Regions from separate parts of the Mus musculus genome. Here region 1 is linked to region 2. Evidence: chromatin contacts called from public Hi-C data. All regions are on one chromosome and are shown on one strand. The core of a region is the stretch at or near the end of the contact, and the rest is flanking DNA. Distances in the headings are between cores, read along the strand shown. Region 1 overlaps 9130015A21Rik (RIKEN cDNA 9130015A21 gene). Region 2 has its middle 72 kb from the start of Ahr.

Region 1 (4,947 bases), core at 1,777-4,276, 65 kb after region 2:
CAACCCTTTTGGGGCTGAGTGTTCTAAAATATCTCATTCTTTTATACGTTGTCTGGCTGTAGTTACTATATACTTCAGGAAGGAGTTTCTCTGGTGATGGCTAGCCAAAGCACTGATCTAGGAGTATAGCAGAATGTCCTTAGGTCTCATTTTATTGCTATGTTCCTTTAGCACACAGTGATATTTGGTTTTCCCCTAGGTCACTGGCCTATCTTGTCTCAGGTTCTTGGGCACCTGAGCAGTGTCTGGGATGGGTTCTATCTCACAGAGTGGACCTTGGATATTGGTTGGTTTCTCCCACAAGTTTTGTGCTACTATTTTACTGACACAATATATACCATCATATGTTGAAGGATTTGTAACTGAGTCAATGACTATCTTTCTCATTTGGTAGCATACAGAGTACTGTCCAGGAGGACTATGAACAAAAGTCAAGGGGTTGAATATTCTAGGCAAGCACCAGATCAACTTCTACATGTTCACTGAGTCATGTGAATATTGTCTTCAGCAATGGGGCTTTACCATTAGTTTATGGAGAACAACGAATAGCCTTAGCAACAGGCAGGGGTGTTTGAGGATGTTTATGGGGCCTTTTGGGCCAATAATTTGATTATATGTAATCTGTTCTCAGTACTGGAAGTTTCATTTGGGGATGAACAATATCCAGTTGGGCTTTATTTTCTTTGTTTCTTTAGTGATTTCATTTAGATTACATTTATACATGTATGTATTTTAGGAAGCTTCTATGGTATTAGGTTTCTATGTGACCCTCAAATGGCCTTTAGTTTTAATTGTCTCTGCCAGTAGTCTCTTCTTCACTCCCTCCTCCCCCCACCCAGGTGATCTTTCCATTCCATTCCACCTCCCATCATCCATCCATCTTATCCATTCTATGTCCTCTTGCACATGTACATACACACCGTACACACATAGCACATATAACCGTTACTATTTAAGACCTCTGTGAGGAAATAAGTTGGCCTTCTTTTTACCACAGACGAAGTCGTACTTGGGGCAGAGTGGGAATAGAGACTCCATTTCTCAAGAGGGAAGTGGCAAAAACATAGGATTGGAAACACCACAACCATTTCTAGATATTAAGAGCCAACCCTGCTCTACCTTCTGTGAATTTCTGTGGACCCTGGCCTTTGCATACATAGAGTCATATGCTTGTGAAGCACACAGAGACCGATACTTGTATCTCCATGTACACGCTTCTCTCTGACTCACACTGCTCTGTTATTATGTCTACTCATTTAGCCAGCCTGTGCCACCATCGCATTGGACATGTTCCCTGGGTGGCTGTGCTTGCGGGCAGTCACCAGGAGCAGCAAGCACCTGCTTGCATGGCTCCTGCAGGTCTTTGCTTGTCAACTTTCATACTTTGGCATCCTTGTTTCTATTGAAGGTTTTTCTCTTCCTGGGAAGAGGTAGAAAACATGAGTGTTTGTTCCTTTGTTTGTTATTATTCTTTGCTGAAAAAAAATATGGAATGACTCATGTTTATTATTTCCTCATCTGTGGCCAATGTTTTTCCTGTCTTTATGAGTTGATCTCCACGCCCCAGGCAGTCCTAGAATTTTCTTTTGTATTTTATTTTACTTATGACTGCATAGTTCAGTACCCTAGGTTCAGAAATCAATTGATCATCTTTAAATCAATTGATTCATGCCTTGGAAAACTCTGATCACAATAGTATAAACAGAAAAAGTAAAGAAGGAAATCAGGGCAAAAGGAAGTAATTGGTCAATGAGTTTGAAGCAAAGATCAGCAGAATCTAAGTCCGTCCATCAGGCAGCAAGCTCTTGCCCAAGCATCACTTCATCCCCGCAGAACAGCAGCACTTCACAGATCTCTGTAACATCCCATATTTTTCTATCACTAAACAGACAGGTTATGATTATAATTCTAGAAAAATCCTTCCTCTTCCTCCTGATAAAATTTGACTTTCAGCACCCATGAACTCACAGCTTCTGTGCCGAGGGTTCCTTTCATTTCATATCATTCTCTCTTCAATTTATGTATTTGTCTCTTCTAAATTCAGCAGCGACTGGACTTGTGTTTGACAGACTTATTGGACTCTAGGGCCAGACAAACGCTTACTGAATTAGTGGACTGTGATGACTCACTTTATTGCCTTAGACAAGTTACTTAGCTGAGTTTTATACTTTGTAAAATGAGGATTAATATTACTATTTAACCTAAAGAACCTTCTTGAAGATTATATAAAATAATTCATGCAGAAAACAACCCTTGACCCTTTTTTTTTAATGCTCAGTAAATATTAGATGTGGTATTTTAAGACATTTTTGAAGAATATTTTATTTAATCATCCAAATATCATCATCATCATCAATAACAGTCATGAAGATGGACATTTCGTTTTCTGAGGTTTTTTTTTTTTTGTTTTTTTGTTTTGTTTAGAAGACCTTTGTTTTATTACTTCAATACCATGTTTAAATAGGTAGACTTGCTTCTCACTAAAACCAAACAGTGCTTGATGATTCAATGAGATGACTCAGTAGGTAAAAGCTTTATTCAGTGTCTTTGTTTCCATCGCTGTGAAAAAACACCATGACGAAAGGTAACTTGAGAGGAAAGGTATTATTTCTTCTTGTACTTCCAGATAACAGTCCATGGCAGAGGGAAGTTGTGGCAGAAACTCAAGCAAACCAGAAACCTGTAGGCGAGAAACGAAGCAGGAACATTGTTTACTGGTTTATTTCTCATGCCTTGCTCAGCCTGCTTTCTTATATAATCAGCATCATTTGCCCAGGATTGGCACTACCCACAGTAGGCAGGGCACTAGCACATCAATTACTAACTATAAAACTGCACTACAGGTTTTCCCACAGGCCAGTCCGGTGGTGGTATTTCCTCTATTGAGATTCCATCTTCCACATAATTCTATCTTGTGTCAAGTTCACATAAAACTAGCCACACATTCTATAAGCCTGACAGACAGCCTGGAAGAACAGAAGAAACTCCTTAATGCCTGTCATGGCATACCTCTGCCTGTGCTTACATATACACATGACACATCCGTGAATGATACATTTTTAATTAAGTACAAAGAAATAGAAGCATGCTGTCACTGTAGTAAAAGGACTATGTTACAATAGGACATTAGAAAGTGCTTGTAGGTAGAAATTCTCAACGCTCTTGGGGCATCCCTCACCGTCAGTGTCATCTCTGTTTGGGGCTGGACTAGTGTGCATCTTCCCCAGGACCTATTTTATGAAATGAATACCATGTTTTAAATAAAGATTCAGAGTAGATTAATTTGCCAACAGAAGGCAGCTATAGACTTTTCTTTGTCATGGGACTGAAAAGAAACAAATTTCTACCTCAATCAAATTTTATATTTTCTCTATACAAATATGTTCGGATATTTATTAAATGTCATATGTACTCTACAATCCATATTTTCAGAATATTTTACACTAAAACTTTAGATGTTTTGACAATAAAAATATTCCAAGGGCAATGTTTTGTGCGTGATCATTCCATCTTTCCTTTTACACCAGCTTCTCCGAGTACACTATGTAACCAATGGTGTTTCGAGGGCTCTGTCTTTGAAGTTTGCAGTGAGGAAACACACTTCATCATCTCCTTAACTCCTTCTGAGCATTCATCTCTAGACTGCTAACGAACCTGGACTGAGAATATACTTCCAACCAACTTCATCACCTACCCCTAAAACAGTCAAAAAGATTTTGTTTTCTAATGCTTGGCAACAGATTTGAAAACGAATTTGTTTCCTACACTGGCCAATCATTTTGTAACTTTCACTTATTTTAACAATTGTGGCAGATTCAACAACTTCAATCTAAAAAAAATCCAGAATTTTTTTTTCCACATAGAAGGTTTTTGTTTTGTTGTGTTTTGTTTTCATGCTGGCTGACACGGGAAAGAGAAAATAACATTGGAGTCTATAGTAAATCTTTCAATATGGTGACCATATTTTTAGGTTTCAAGAAGGGTTGAGGGGCACATGAGGAAGGTCCCACAAAGGAGAGTGAGTATGGAAAATGGTAACATTCCTATAACAGATGCTGTCTTCTGAACTCCTTGGATGACATGCATACACATACATACAAAGAGGCAAAATATTCAAACATAAAAAACTATTTTTTTAAATGTTAAAAAAAGTTTTGAAGTACATTTTTTTCTCTCCTTTACGGTTCTTTCTCATCTAACAATATACAACATAGTACAGGAAACTCTGGCAAGCTTTGACCCCAAACATACCTAGACTCGTAGAAGGCTGTGAATTGGCACAGGAAGGCAGTAAAGGCAGGGTGGCTCCCAGCAGCAGTGCTCATGGTGGAGCACTAGACCGGAATTGAGCTGAAAACTATAGAGTGTAGCAGAGTAGAATTGGTGCCGGAATAAGTGATCAGAAATGCAGGAGCAGGACCTAGTTGGGCAGAAAATAGGACAAGTGATTAGATATCCCAGGATCCTTAATCAGGGGACACTTGTCCTCTAGACATTAAGCTAAGAGCTGTTCATAGTTTACAGTTAAACACCTCTTTAGAGAACTGCCTGGCTCCAAATGGGGGGAGGGGGGTCTTGTTCTCTCCCCATCCCTCAACCCCTTATTCTTAACTCAATTCCTTTACATCTTGTAGCACCTAACAACGTTTTCTCTTAACTTTTGGCTAGATTTTATTTCCTATGGTTGTATGTCCCCACACATTTTTTTAAATGGTTCGAGTTATTGTACAAAGCAACGAGCTTCGCGTTGACCCTTTTTTTTTCAAAAGGAGTCCATACTTTGACCATACCCATTTCCCATTACCTCCTCCTAGGTTTTCTTCCAGCTCTTGTATAGTAGACTAGCGCCCCCTCCTGGAAACAGCCATGGTCCCTAGCTAACTGGTGAGCTAGTTACTCCAAGAGACTGGGTTTTTCCACAGATGGGATCCACTCCCACAATCCCCT
Region 2 (5,398 bases), core at 2,746-5,245:
TATCATAAGAAGACATTAATAATCTCAGAATATTAAAATGCCATGGTTACTGCCAAACTGATTTTGAAATGCAGGCAGATGTGTAAGGGGCCCAGACAAGGAAGAACAACCCTGTACAACTTGTTTTACTGAATACCAAGGCTTCTTACAAAGCGTCATGAAGAATGGAGGTGACACTGAGCACTCAAACCCAGGCACACACACACATCCCTTTCAGTAGGTGGTGTGGGAAAGGCTGGTACCTGTATAAAAGAAAGGTGATTCACAATGCATTCTCATAGGACAAACAGAACAACAAAATTCAAGTGGGTAGAATAGTTGACAGAAGCCACGTGGAAGCCAAATCCATTTGTACTGCATGGAGATGGCTGTCTCTGCTATTGCTGATGAATGATCAAACATGTTGGTGGCTGTGCTCTGTGTGCACTCATATTTAATGTCTACTAAACACCAATAGTGAAGGAAGGTGCTCTGTGTGCCTTGGAATGGATGAGCTTCAGAGGTCAGTGGTGGTTCACACCAAACTAAGAGGCATCTATTTTATTGCCGGACCCCCCAAAAGCTAACACACTCTAGTGAATCCTTTCTTACTCTTTCTACCCTGGAGTGTTATAAGGATAAGAGCCCTTATCTGCTCAGGCTGACCTGAGATCAGTTTCTTGCTCTGGTCTTCTGCTGAGCAGCATCAACCTTTCTCAGGTGTCATAGCTATTTGCCTAGTAACCTAAGGAATTAGTGTACGTCATTAGCATTATTTATATTGTCTCTTTTTATTCCTTAATTTTTATTTGTATGTATGTATGTCACAGGAAGTAAGTACAAAGAGCAGTGATAAGAGGTGACTGAAAAGGTAGAACCACAAAGTTTCCCAAAGAAACACAGGATAAGTTAAAAGAATTAAGTCTTCGGAATTGGTGATATCCACACAATTGAATGTGAAGTCACATGCAAAGTGGGAGCAAGAACACAGATTAGCAGATTTTTGATAAAAGATTAGAGCTACTACAGAAGGCAGTTGTGCATAAAGCTAATCAGACCCAATAACAGCTGCTTGGGCACTGAACTTGGAGAGCAGGTATTTTTCTTGGGACAGAACTCCATCATAGAGCATCAGTATTTAAATATTTAACATCCCTGAAGACAGGAATGTGTATTGTGATCCTTGATGGCGGATTTGTATATAGAGATACGTGAACTTTGCAGAAGGCATGGAGCATGAGATATTGTCGAAAGGGTACTTGAAATTACACTTTCCAAATGCAGAAGAAAGTGAAGCCACTAAGATTATTTGGAGCTGGTTAAAAAAAAAAGGGGAGATACCATAGAGAGAATAGAGATCATGATGTGATCATAAGAGACTCTGCAGGAAGAAAAGGATGCTGCGGTGAAGGCATCAGATTTTACTGTCACTGATTTGGAGGGTGCTGCAGTCAGTCATGTGTGGGAGTAAATGTCCGTGAAAGTTATTGCTAAAATGCAGAAAATGTATTATAAAATTGATCACTCAAACTTATAGTGAGGAAGGATAATTTTCAAGGATGTGTTTGAACCTCAACTAAATGATGATTACAGCCATATCAGAAATGGATATTATGAGAAGTTTCCAGAATCCTGGCTCAGAAATGACACAGTCAGTAGGGCACAACATAAAACATGACTCACAGTGGGCAGACTTCATGTTAAACAAAAGCGTGTTACACAAGCATTGGAGTGTCACAGTCTGGACCTGTCCTGTGGACCTAAGGGAATGTGGTTCTAACATTTTGAAAGGACAGCTTCATCTTAACAGGATAATGGAAAGCATACCACTTCATGGGAAAATCTAGACTTCAGGGAAAGGAAATAACTGGACTGAGCACTTTATAGTGGACAGAATGGGGAGGAATATTTTAAGAGTGCAACGTTTATGAGATCATGCAATTGAGAGGTATTTGCACTGTCAAGATAAATCCAGGCGTGGGCATGTAGAACAGAGTGTCAGAAGAAGAGAAAATACAATGAACAAGTTCTCCCAAGTATCTGACAGCATTTGACCCATAATCATTGATACCCATGGAAATATGGTCTGTAGGGAAGCAGGACTCCATTCTAGAATATTTGAGTCATCACCTACGTTTGAAAAGACAAAGTGAGGCAATTGTTCATAATGAGACCCTGACTTGTCAGTCTTCTTCCTCCCATATCTATAGCCATGAGGAATTATTGCTGATGTGAAAACTGATTCCCTAAACTTGGAGACAATTCTCACTGGTCAAAGAACAGGTTAGTAATATTTTCCTAACAATAAATCTTCAGATATCCTGGACTGGACATGCAGAGAGATAGGTAGTAGGAATTCCGTGGTCAACATTGCTTAGTTCTGGTCCCCAGTGACCTTCGTGGAAAAACATGTGCAAAGTCTGTTCATTGTCTTGTGCTTAATAAGCAGAATGGTGGACAAGGATCAATTTTAAAGTCAATTTCAAAAGTAAGACTCAATATATGTACATGGTAATACCATTACTTATTCATAAAACTTGGTTATTAAACAGACTGTTCTCTTACGAAACTCTAGAAGAATGAAGACCAAAGTGTGGACACTTTGCCCCTTCTTAGAATTGGGAACAAAACACCCATGGAAGGAGTTACAGAGACAAAGTTTGGAGCTGCGACAAAAGGATGGACCATCTAGAGACTGCCTTATCTAGGGATCCACCCCATAATCAGCTTCCAAACGCTGACACCATTGCATACACTAGCAAGATTTTGCTGAAAGGACCCAGATATAGCTATCTCTTGTGAGACTAGGCCCTGGCCTAGCAAACACATAAGTAGATGCTCACAGTCAGCTATTGGATGGACCACAGGGCCCCCAATGGAGGAGCTAGAGAAAGTACCCAAGGAGCTAAAGAGATCTGCAACCCTGCAGGTGCAACAACATTATGAACTAACCAGTACCCCGGAGCTCTTGACTCTAGCTACATATGTATCAAAAGATGGCCTAGTTGGCCATCACTGGAAAGAGAGGCCCATTGGACACACAAACTTTTATGCCCCAGTACAGGGGAACGCCAGGGCCAAAAAAATGGGAATGAGTGGGTAGGGAAGTGGGGGGGAGGGTATGGGGGACTTTTGGGATAGCATTGGAAATGTAATTGAGGAAAATACGTAATAAAAAAAAAAGAATAAAATACTGACAAGAAATCTTCTGCTTAAAAAAAAAAGCATTATCTAGTGATCTCACTATGTACTCATTATACACTAGATTCCCAGTTAGTCATTTCATTCGTATTAGTCTACCTTGTAAGTTAGAATCATTTGCAAAAGCTCTGAGACCTACAGACCCTTAGAGTCCAACCACAGAGTTTCTGACATTTGATCAATTTCTTGTTTACTTGAAAGTAATACACTTTACAAGACAAAAAAAAAAAAGAAAAGAAAAGTTCAACTTCAGATAATGTTTATTAAAAGTATGGCTAAAAGGTTGAGACTAGTAAAATTTCAAGCAAACTGTTCTGGATACAATTATGATAGACTAATCTTGTTATCATACTGTCATGAGGATCTGGTGGAAGTTCTCATGAACTCATGGAAACCAGAATGGAAGGCAGAGCTCCCTTCTAGTTTAGAAGATAAACACACAAACATACACACACCACCACTGCCACTGCCAGTAACAGCAGCAACAACAAAACCTGAGGCAAAAGAATACATGTACTATGGATTTTCCCCTACAATAACATACACTCATAAGGAAGTGCACTCCAATAATATTCCATTTACATGAAGAATGCCATAAGACATAGTCAGTGAAAATGGAATTCTTAGGGCATGAATATTGTTAGGGAATTTCCTGCTTTTACACACTAGCATGCACGTGCATGAACACACACACACACACACACACACACACACACACACAGGGTGCTGGGTGAAAAACTACTCCTATCAGCTCTGATTCATATCAACTAAATCATGTGTTACATAATTGTTTGAAAAATGGTTGTTATAGCAACCTCACAGGCACAAATCAATATTGACATGAGCAGCTATGAGTTATGAAAGGGAGCTGTGACAGCACTTACAGACTTGGAATGAGTGCTTTAAATTGATGCTAATTCTGAAGGAAATTATCTTCTATTGCCTAAAGTTCAGTTTCCTAGTCCAGTTCCTGCAACACTCCCATGCTGTGTGCATGCCCCGCCCATTCCACTGTCCTTCCTCAACATGCTAAGGACTAGAACACTGGGGAACTCAGCAGCATGGAAGGACAGGTCATGATTCCAGCTAACACTGACTAACTAAGAAAAAAATTAATGTAAATACAAGTATTGGTTTAGTATTAGTAAAAAAAAAAAGTCATTATGTATAAGTCCTTGAGAAAAATAAATAATTCTAAAAACTGGAGGATTTAGGTTGAAAATGTCTCTTATTTGTAAAATACCACCTCCATTGGGATTCTCTGTGACAACAGTATTCATTACTGTTTTATTACTAATATTATAATTATTACCGTTCTGTTTGTCAACATGCTGAATATGTCAAAAGAAACCTTCTGCTTCAACCTTCCATGCTTAAGAGCTTTGTTCCCCCAGGCTGAGAAACCATCCAGCCTTGTAAAGAATACATTGTATCCAAGCAAACCATTTCCTTGTGCCTGAGCTGAATTTTTCATACTTTTGTGTCCTACCAAGCAGTGTTAATAATTTTTCTCCTGTGGTTGACTGTCAGTTTTATCAATGCAATACAATCTAGAATCACTAGGAAACAGTCTCAATAAGGGATGGTCTAGACCATCTTGGCCTGTTATACATGCTTGTAAAGCAATTTTTCATATTGAGGTGGGAAGAATCAACCTGCATGTGGGCACTGCCAATTCATGGGCTGAGCCACAAACTGTGTGAGAGCTGAAGAAATTATGCTGAGCAAGTAAGTGTGTGTTGATTCTGTTCTCTCTACTCTTGACTATGATGCAAGTAGCTTCTCAGAGTTCCTGTGGGGACAGCCATGTTATGATGGATTATATAACCTGGAATTCTAAGACAAATACACACTTCAATCTCAAAGCTGTGTTATGTTGGATTATTATATCACAGCAGCAGAATTGATCCTTTAATTTGCATGCACCTCTTCATGTAAGCACTCAATGCATGGATCTTTCTCTTTTGTCTACTGGGATATAACTTCCATAGAGCAAGGCTCCCTCAACACTTCCTTAATCCTCAGGAATTCACATGCCATGCATTGCAGACCTAATTACTAACCAAACCCTGGAAGTCAGGGGTATGTCAGGAAAAGACTCATTCAAATGCTTTGTGCTTTGTGTGCAGTCAGGTATAATTAGTGCACCTTCAACAAAGCTGAATATTAATAATAGAGGGATTAGATTGACTTCTAAATTAATAATGGGTGTTTTATT

What was found. A called contact is a pair of places that touch in the nucleus more often than the background predicts.
Region 1: a Hi-C map of epidermal suprabasal cells shows a contact between it and region 2, with 2.4 times the contacts expected there. The contact joins two enhancer-like sites. A contact is called at or near these places in 1 of 15 datasets of contacts at CTCF or cohesin (CD8 T cells), 6 of 484 Hi-C or Micro-C datasets (embryonic stem cells, epidermal suprabasal cells, liver and 2 more), 1 of 115 datasets of contacts at active chromatin or transcription factors (embryonic stem cells) and 1 of 9 other capture datasets (embryonic stem cells).

What each region holds. Positions count from the first base shown.
Region 1 is chr12:35,669,860-35,674,806 of GRCm38.p6, forward strand. It overlaps 9130015A21Rik (RIKEN cDNA 9130015A21 gene), which reads right to left. Exons shown (of 5, transcript NR_045050.1): 4 at 4,252-4,420; 5 at 2,431-2,680. Among named protein-coding and RNA genes, the nearest start is that of 9130015A21Rik, 23 kb to the right of the region's middle. Within about 2 kb of position 3,027, at least 21 of the 459 cell types and tissues checked have an H3K27ac peak or open chromatin away from gene starts, as enhancers often do. A contact at or near this core is called in epidermal suprabasal cells, where this site is marked.
Region 2 is chr12:35,603,901-35,609,298 of GRCm38.p6, forward strand. No RefSeq gene overlaps it. Among named protein-coding and RNA genes, the nearest start is that of Ahr, 72 kb to the left of the region's middle. Within about 2 kb of position 3,996, at least 11 of the 459 cell types and tissues checked have an H3K27ac peak or open chromatin away from gene starts, as enhancers often do. A contact at or near this core is called in epidermal suprabasal cells, where this site is marked.